3 separate regions of the Hermetia illucens genome follow, and regions 2 and 3 are each linked to region 1. Evidence: chromatin contacts called from public Hi-C data. All regions are on one chromosome and are shown on one strand. The core of a region is the stretch at or near the end of the contact, and the rest is flanking DNA. Distances in the headings are between cores, read along the strand shown. Region 1 holds the start of LOC119660761 (prenylated Rab acceptor protein 1). Region 2 holds the start of LOC119660754 (small glutamine-rich tetratricopeptide repeat-containing protein beta). Region 3 holds the start of LOC119661050 (MOB kinase activator-like 3).

What was found. Hi-C and Micro-C count contacts between places; a contact is called where the count stands out from the background.
Region 2: a Hi-C map of an unstated tissue shows a contact between it and region 1, with 3 times the contacts expected there. The contact joins the promoter of LOC119660754 here to the promoter of LOC119660761 in region 1. A contact is called at or near these places in 2 of 2 Hi-C or Micro-C datasets (an unstated tissue and whole body).
Region 3: a contact with region 1 is called in a Hi-C map of an unstated tissue, with 5 times the contacts expected there. The contact joins the promoter of LOC119661050 here to the promoter of LOC119660761 in region 1. A contact is called at or near these places in 2 of 2 Hi-C or Micro-C datasets (an unstated tissue and whole body).

What each region holds. Positions count from the first base shown.
Region 1 is chr7:13,825,723-13,828,422 of iHerIll2.2.curated.20191125, forward strand. It overlaps LOC119660761 (prenylated Rab acceptor protein 1), which reads left to right and starts at 1,428. Exons shown (of 4, transcript XM_038069527.1): 1 at 1,428-1,668; 2 at 1,929-2,141; 3 at 2,218-2,411; 4 at 2,477-2,700. The coding sequence starts at 1,568. The coding sequence ends at 2,574. It overlaps LOC119660738 (zinc finger FYVE domain-containing protein 9), which reads right to left and starts at 1,312. Exons shown (of 9, transcript XM_038069438.1): 1 at 1-1,312. The coding sequence starts at 441.
Region 2 is chr7:13,976,245-13,978,944 of iHerIll2.2.curated.20191125, forward strand. LOC119660754 (small glutamine-rich tetratricopeptide repeat-containing protein beta) reads right to left here and starts at 1,388. Exons shown (of 4, transcript XM_038069516.1): 1 at 663-1,388; 2 at 450-599; 3 at 1-78. The coding sequence starts at 1,021. LOC119660746 (mesoderm induction early response protein 1) reads left to right here and starts at 1,817. Exons shown (of 5, transcript XM_038069474.1): 1 at 1,817-2,214; 2 at 2,585-2,700. The coding sequence starts at 2,596.
Region 3 is chr7:14,045,659-14,048,358 of iHerIll2.2.curated.20191125, forward strand. LOC119661050 (MOB kinase activator-like 3) reads left to right here and starts at 1,415. Exons shown (of 6, transcript XM_038070253.1): 1 at 1,415-1,829; 2 at 1,885-2,035; 3 at 2,105-2,228; 4 at 2,283-2,386; 5 at 2,442-2,557; 6 at 2,616-2,700. The coding sequence starts at 1,788. LOC119661041 (isoleucine--tRNA ligase, cytoplasmic) reads left to right here. Exons shown (of 3, transcript XM_038070232.1): 3 at 1-556. The coding sequence ends at 410.

The DNA.
Region 1 (2,700 bases), core at 178-2,677:
GCAATTTTCGTCTTCTGGGAAGCAATCAGTACATTCTTCATCATCGTCATTATCACCGTGAGGTTGTTTTTCTTGGATTTGGGGTGGAATCTGTGTAGTTTCTTGATGAGAATCACCTAGTTCTTGCTCCTGTTTACGTGGTGTTCCGGCGCGGATGATATGTTCAATATCAACGTTTACATATTCATGAAGGCAACTGAAAACATTGGTTATATTTACAAAACTTTTTGACTTGGTGGGTTTCTCGTTGTTGTTATTGGCCTCTATTGTGGAAACCACTGGAAAAGGTTCGAATGCCTGTTGAACTTGCGGCTGTGGTTGTTCAGTTTCTTCAGGGCAAACTTTAGTTTTGACGGAATGTCTAGCCGGAGTTTTGAACTTCGTCTCGTCCTCATTCAGTTCCAAATCATCTAGGACTTTATCGATATCAACCAAATCCATTTTGAAATTCTCGTGATACCTCACGAGCTATCGAGATTATATGCTTTCATTCAAATTTATTTTCCTCACTCCAGCATTGCATTACCTAAGCCTTAAGAAAAGACCCAGCTTTCACCCTTAGAACAGCAAGAATGATTCAGATTCAGCAGAATAGATAAAACGAATAGAATGACGACAATTATGCTACGTAATGCTTAGGGAGAAATATTACAACAGTGGTGAAGGCTAAACAACGTCTCAAAAATATCCTTTCCTCACGGACTGGGAGAATAGTTATATTTTCACTGTGACATTTGTGCAGTCCACTTTCACGTATGTTAAAAATCTTCAACTATGTCAACAGAACTTTCACAACACACCAAGCTAGACCGATTAGCGACAAGTTTCACTTATTTTCAAAATCGAGAAGTGGAACCTTCAAATAGGTTCGTCATGTAAAGGTTATTCCTATTGCAACTTGAATTTTGTTTTCATCGTAAATCCCTTCCTAGGATGACAGCCAAATCATGGGTTCGCAGTTCGTTGCAAGTGCAATTGCTTGTATGGAGGAGAAACAAGAAAGTGTTACCAACACTGCTATTTTGGTTAATAATATATATTGTTAGCCCGTATATAACCGAAAATAGATCCATTAGATCAATGCATATTCATATCAATTTATATCTAATCTTCTCTTTAAATCAGGGTATAAATCTCGGGCGAGTGGCAATGCTGACCCCATTGCCTCCTACAGGGTACTGCTACCCTATACTGTACCGTTACGATCTTGAATGACGTGCTCTAACACACTTCAAGGCTCTGATCCAATTGGATTGTTGCGCCAACGATTATTATTATTATTATTTCCAGCAACAGCTTCATCGATTGAAAACGACCAAACTCTCCAATGTATCTACTTAAATACAGTAGCAATAGATCTGAATACACCGGTAACCCATAGATTCCAACACAAACATGAACAAACCTTCCGTCATTACTAAACAAGAGAATGCGTAGCTTTGTTTTGTTTGACGTAGCACTGACATGTCGACTCTGAGCTATTTGAAGGCTAGTAGATCTAGAACCGACTAGGGGGCCGATTCTGCCGGCGTTTTCAAATTATTTATATTTTCAAAGTTTTCATAAAATGGATGATGTTAGCGTAGATATTAGTGGAAATATGAATGTCCCTGGACCAACAGTTAAGGATGCCATTGGCAGCGCCACAGAGCCGAATTCAAAAATAAGGTGAATATATAATCATTGTGTCTTGATATCAAGTTTGTTATCACACGTATCCGGAAATCATTTGAATTACCTGCGGAACTCATCTCAACCATTCCGGCTTCTATTTGTTTGAAATATGAAAAACTGGTGGCGAAAATCACTAGTAGTGAAGACAGGATAACGACTGATTTCTGGAGCATGTCCTGCTAAATATCAAAACATCGGAAACTCAAAATAATATAGTTCATAGCATAGTATCACTCCTTTATTTTGTATTCTAGTTTCTCGAATATAACAACGAAACTGCCAACATCCATTGGACAGATACTTAAACAAGTGCGGAAGGACCTGCGACCTGTTTCCGAATTTTTTAATGTCAACAACTTCAAGAAGCCGACAAGTATTCAACGACTTATGAATCGATTAACACGGAATCTCAGTTATTTTCAAAGTAATTACATATGCGTGTTCCTAATTTTAATGGCATACTGTCTGTAAGTAAACTGCTTTTTTGACTTCCTTGCATTTTGGAAAGATTCAAAAATCCCATCCCCTGGTCACTATTTTTAGAATAACGTCGCCATTGATATTATTTGTTTTGGCCGGAGTACTTTTTGCTTGCTACCAAGTTCGACTGGCTAATACACAGTTCACAATTTTTGGGAAAACGTTAAACACATCACAACAGTGTCTGATCATTAACTGTATGGCAGCGCCTATCCTATATTTAGTAGGAGCTGGAGCGGCTCTCTTTTGGACATTGGGTATGTAAATGTCATGCTTTTGCAACGAATTCCTCTCGTCTTATTACCTTTATTTCTTCCAACAGGTGCCTCACTTTTTCTTATAATGCTGCATGCATCGTCTTATAATATTGATGCAATCGTTACAGAGGATATGGAAGGATTTTTAACCGAGGTTGTATGATGAATGCAACGATAGAGTGACCATCACTGCGCCAAAATATTCACTATCTTATTTTTCGGCTAAAAGCTGAGATCTACAAATATTATTTTCAGAATGTTTTACTATGTACTGTTATGTATAATAAAA
Region 2 (2,700 bases), core at 138-2,637, 150 kb after region 1:
TTATTTGGTTCCAATTCAATGGCTTTACGATACGCATCGCATGCTTCCTCATATTTACGAAGGTTTGAATAAGCAATTCTAGAATGACATGGAAAAAATTCAAAAGGGGTTTGAAGAAGCAAGAATGAAGCAGATCGGCATGTTAGTAAACATGCGCAGACCATTTTGAAAATGTTCGTGTTTTAGGAGAGGACACGGTTTTACAAGCGTGAAAATAGGATTTGTCTGATTTGTGGCCAAGACCCTATCTTTTAGGTAATACAGTGGAACCTGGATAATTCGAACTCGTGGACAATTCGAGCCTTTCTCTTGGTCCCTTGAATTTTCTACTCCCATTTTGAATAATTCACAGTTTTTTGTTGGTCCCTTCGATTTCGAGTTAGTCAGGTTCGACTGTAGAAGCTGCAGTCGATTATCTGAAACAGGCCAGGAAATAGTATAGTGATTACCCCATCCTTCCGTAAGCTTTTCCGTATTGAGGATTGTACACTAAAGCTAGTTTACAATCAGAAATTGCTTTTTCATATTCGCTGAGACGTATGTAAGCCGCTGCACGATTACAATAGAACGTAGCATTCGTGGCATCTAAGTTAATTGCCCTAGAAAGTGTAGAAAATTGTATTATCAGTAAAAACGTCCGCACCGACTCTGGATACACATACTTATTGTACGCCAGTAAAGCTTCATTGAATTTACTCTCCTTCATGAGACGATTTCCTTCATTTTTAATTTCTTCAGCGCGTTCCTTACGATCTGGCAAAACGTCAACACATGTTGACTGAAACATATCGAATAAATCAACATCAGGATATTTTCTTATTTTTCCAGCACCATCAGTTGCACCTTGCCCCGATTCATCTGTACCCTCAGCATCACTTGTAATATCGTAAGCAGCCTCTAGGCATTGTGTGGCTACCTCTATACTTTCCACGACATCTGAACCGAAATCGCGTTCATTCACTTGCTTCTTTAGCCACGCCAGAAAACACTTGACAAAATGCCTACAGTCCTCAGCAGACATTTTGTTGATACCTCTTTGGCCAGTTCGCAATCTTCACTTATTAGGAAGGATGCACACGACCACGAGGATATAATCGAATTTTAGTACGGAAACTCTTATCTTTTTCCCAGATAGAAATCGCTTAGATCTTCAACTTTTGGTTAGATTTAATTTTATTAGGAAAAAGATTAATATCCCATTTATAGATATTGGCCCGGGGGTGAATAAACCGCTTTGGAGAGAACTGTCCACGAATGTTATATAGATTAATTCTTCAAAAAAATCTAAACGGAAACGACCACCAAATGTCACAAGGATTGATAAACATAGGATACCTTGTCGGAAAGGCGCACCTCCGCTGCAATCTGACAACTAATAGTATGATGTTCCCATTAATAACAGTGTATTCCTCTTTTATGGCGCTAGTATCGCTTAAGAGATAAAGTGAATACGTTCAATTGTTGAACTTAGACGCATAATGACATCTGACTCCATGAAACAACAGACAATGCAAGACTCCATAAAACAACAAACGATGCAGCTAAGTGGAATCTCATGGTGTTTGTGCTTGTAGCACTGATGAAGGGAACAAGTGTTTCTCGAAATATCGATATATGCAACCAAATGGGGAAACCCATCACGACGAGCTAACCCCGCTTGTGAACGAGACAAAGGCTGAAGAAAAACAAGAATAATTAAAAATAATTGTTGGCGCAACAATCCATTTAGATTAGGGCCTTGAAGTGTGTTAGAGCAATTCATTCAAGACCGTAACAGTATCCTATAGGAGGCAATTTGGTCAGCATTTCGCTCGCCCGGGATTAGTATCCTGATTAGACTCAGATACCCATTCTTAATTATTTCAAATGATAAATGCAGGTTTCTATGGTCCGGCTTCCAGATATCAGTAAGAATATTTATGCTAATTGTCGTTCATTACCATCTGAAATTGGTTGGATCAAATTTAATCGTTAGATTTCTACAAAACACAAGATAACGGAACTTTCAATAGATGGCGCTTCTATATTATATATATATATATGCGTGAATAAAAGAGAATAACATAATTCCCGAACTCTAGCGTCGATATTCCGTGTATCTGTCAAGGTAGACATCAAAGTAATAGTAATAAACTTTATTGATGGTGTAATCTATTTGTGTGTTTTCTTTGAAATTTCACGTTATAAGATAGAATTAGTGAGATCTAAATGGATGTGAGTTTCATGGTTATTATCTAATATCAGAGGCAGACATATATTTGCGCATCAAACCTTGCTTGGCTATGACAAAGTGAAGCAAAACCGCTCGGAAATCAGTCGAGGCAATCAAAATATTTAGTAAAAATCTAATAATCGTGTGAGCTACATTAGAGCTTTATTCCGGCGTATTTGACTTCACTTGTCTTACTGCAACAACTAAGGCAGAAATAGTTGAGTCTGGACTTCGCAATCAAACAAACGAGCCTCCTACAAAACAAAAACACAGTCTGGCTTAAAACATTAGCTTCCAATAGCACTACCAAAATTGCGAAGAAGGGAAATAAAAGTGTCAGCGCACGACGAGTGCATGCTTCCTCTATTTCAGCCAATCCTACAATGACTGCAAGCAAGTATGATATAGTAAGCGATGGAGGTGGCGGAGGAAATGGAAATTCAACAATAGCAGGATCAACAAGCGGAGAAGTTTCAATGGTCACTTCA
Region 3 (2,700 bases), core at 165-2,664, 220 kb after region 1:
GCCGAGAAGGGATGATTTTACTACAACATCCCGATGGAAAGGCACTAAGCCTGGAGGAGTTCAAATCTGAGATTCGCAGATTATTTGGACTTTACGGTATCGAGTTTACACTGGAATGCAACAAGAAGATCATCACGAATTTGCCAGATGTCCAGTCCAAAGTTGTCCTTGTGCGCAAAACTTCTGGAATTACGAAAAGCGAACCACGTGTCGAAAATGTTAACGCTGCTCACGCTGTGCCAGTTTGTAAATTTAATAATTATGAATTCGACGGGAAGAAATTTACTATATTGTTGGAGAATCCAAAAGGATCACCATTGGATCATGATGAGAAATATCTTAATTGTCTCCTTAATAAAGTGTTCCAACGCTGCGACGGGGTGGGAGATCAAAGATTGTTGAAGAAGTAGGAGCATTTTTTTTTCATTAATAAATTTTTTTTGCATATTTTGTTAATTTATTGAAATCTGTAAGATATGAATACTGAGTTTGATAAGGATTTGTTCAGTTTGTTCAACTTTGATATTGAAATAAAAAAATAAAGATCAAAAATGGAGCCTTCCGGGTTATTTTTCTGCCAATATCTATGATCGTGAATTAAAGGTTAAAAGTGGCATTGTCCATAACTGGTACTTGTGAGGTAGGCTACGGTGCCCAGTGATTCTTTGAAGTTCTCAATGGAGAGGATCCTTTTCGCAATTTCTTTTGCTGCGAGGAGTTCTGCCGTGTACTTAGCTAGAACGTAGAGAGTGTGGGTGTGGGTTGTGCAAGTAACCCCAAGGGCTTTCTTTACAAATTTATTGTTGGAAGCAACTAGTTTGCTGTGTATGGATCTTAGCATGTTGGTTGCAGATGAGATTTCGTAATCTATCTGAGGAAGTTCGTGATCCAGTTTGAGTACTGAGCGTCGACTCTAGTTTGGTCTGAGCTGCGAGGATGTTTAGGTCAACTAATTCAAAGGCATTTTCTAGACCTATAACGGCAGCCGTGGGTGTTTGCAGGCCTTTTTTTACAGCAATTTCTTTCAGTCATTGAAACAATGTGATGTGGACTTGCCTCTCTGTGAAGCGTAGGAGATCTTGGTCTTAACTATTGTGTTGACAATTTTGAAAGGAACGTTTAATAGGGAGACTGGGCGAAATTTTATCGTTTTTCTCAATCTTTTGTATTGAGATTGTGATGCTTTGAAAATAGTCCTTCTTTATATCTATACAAGGGTCTATTTTGTTGAGAATTGTTAGTGGACCGTTGCTTTATATCAGGCGATAGTTCGCTTGTGCCTGCGGGAAAGGTTATTGTTTTTCCCCTGCCAGAGGGCTCGCTTCTTCTATTTTGATTGCCGTTTACGTAAAGCAGAGAACACTTTCGCTTCTGTGAGTCACACAGCTGTTCCCAAGGAACTCCGCCAGTCGGCTCTCTCATCGAATGTCAGTATGACAGACGGTGATTTGTTAACACAAGTTTTCCAAAGGGTTTGTGACATTGATTGCTCCAATGGCGATATATTCCATACGCAGCAAACAGTCGCAAAGTCGGAGGAGTGTTTGGTGAATTTTGCCTAAATTTTTACAATAGTTCAAGAAAAGGCGACTTCAATTGGCAAAATGACGACCAATCGGCTGACATAGTGCATTTGAAAAACGAAGAGTAATGAAAGTTCAGCATTTAATATTGTCGGGCAGTGGATTAAACTGTATAAACCAAGAAAGCTGTACACACCAAATAGGATTATTGACCAGGCGTACTATATGCTCCTTCTGCTATAGGTCTCAAGCCACACTTGAAAAATGGCTCTGAATGGATTTCTGGAGTTTTTCCAGAAAGGCAAGGTAAACAAACATACCTTTAATCTCTGAATATTCTTGGCTCTATCGTCAATTCTAGACATTTCGACCAAAGAAACGATTCACTGCCGGAACTATTCGATATTCCTTGCATAAGCAGGCTCAGGCCAGCTTGGAATCAGGTATCAATCTACGGCAGGTGGTAAAACTTCCGCCCGGTGAGAATATGAATGATTGGATGGCAGTGCATGGTTAGTTTTGTTATTCAAGTGGCTGTAAATTGATGTACTGATATCCGTTTTTATATCTGATTACACCAGTTGTAGACTTTTTCAATCGGATCAATCTTATTTATGGGACGGTATCTGAATATTGTAACGAAACTGTTTGTCCGACTATGTCAGGTGGATCGAGATATGAATACCTTTGGGCGGACGGTGAAACGTATGAGAGCTATTGAGTACTTTTGGTCTGTGAGAGCTAATAGTATTTTTACAGATTCAAAAAGCCAACCCCCCTCCCAGCGCCCAGATACATAGAGCTATTAATGGATTGGATTGAATCTCAGATAAATAATGAGGCTGTGTTTCCCGTATCAACAGGTACAGCAAAATTTGCCTCCTATTCCTTCCTCTGTTAATACTGTAAAATTTTCAGACGTCCCCTTTCCCAAGAGTTTCTTACCGTTGTGCCGTAAGATTCTCACTAGGCTTTTTCGAGTATTTGTCCATGTCTACATCCATCATTTCGATCGAATTGTCAATATAGGAGCGGTGAGTATTAGGCACACTTGATGTCATAGTTAATAATTTGATCTATTTTCTACACTAGGAAGCCCACGTGAATACATGCTACAAACATTTCTACTATTTTGTCCAAGAATTCGATCTGATTTCACCGAAGGAGCTTGAACCTT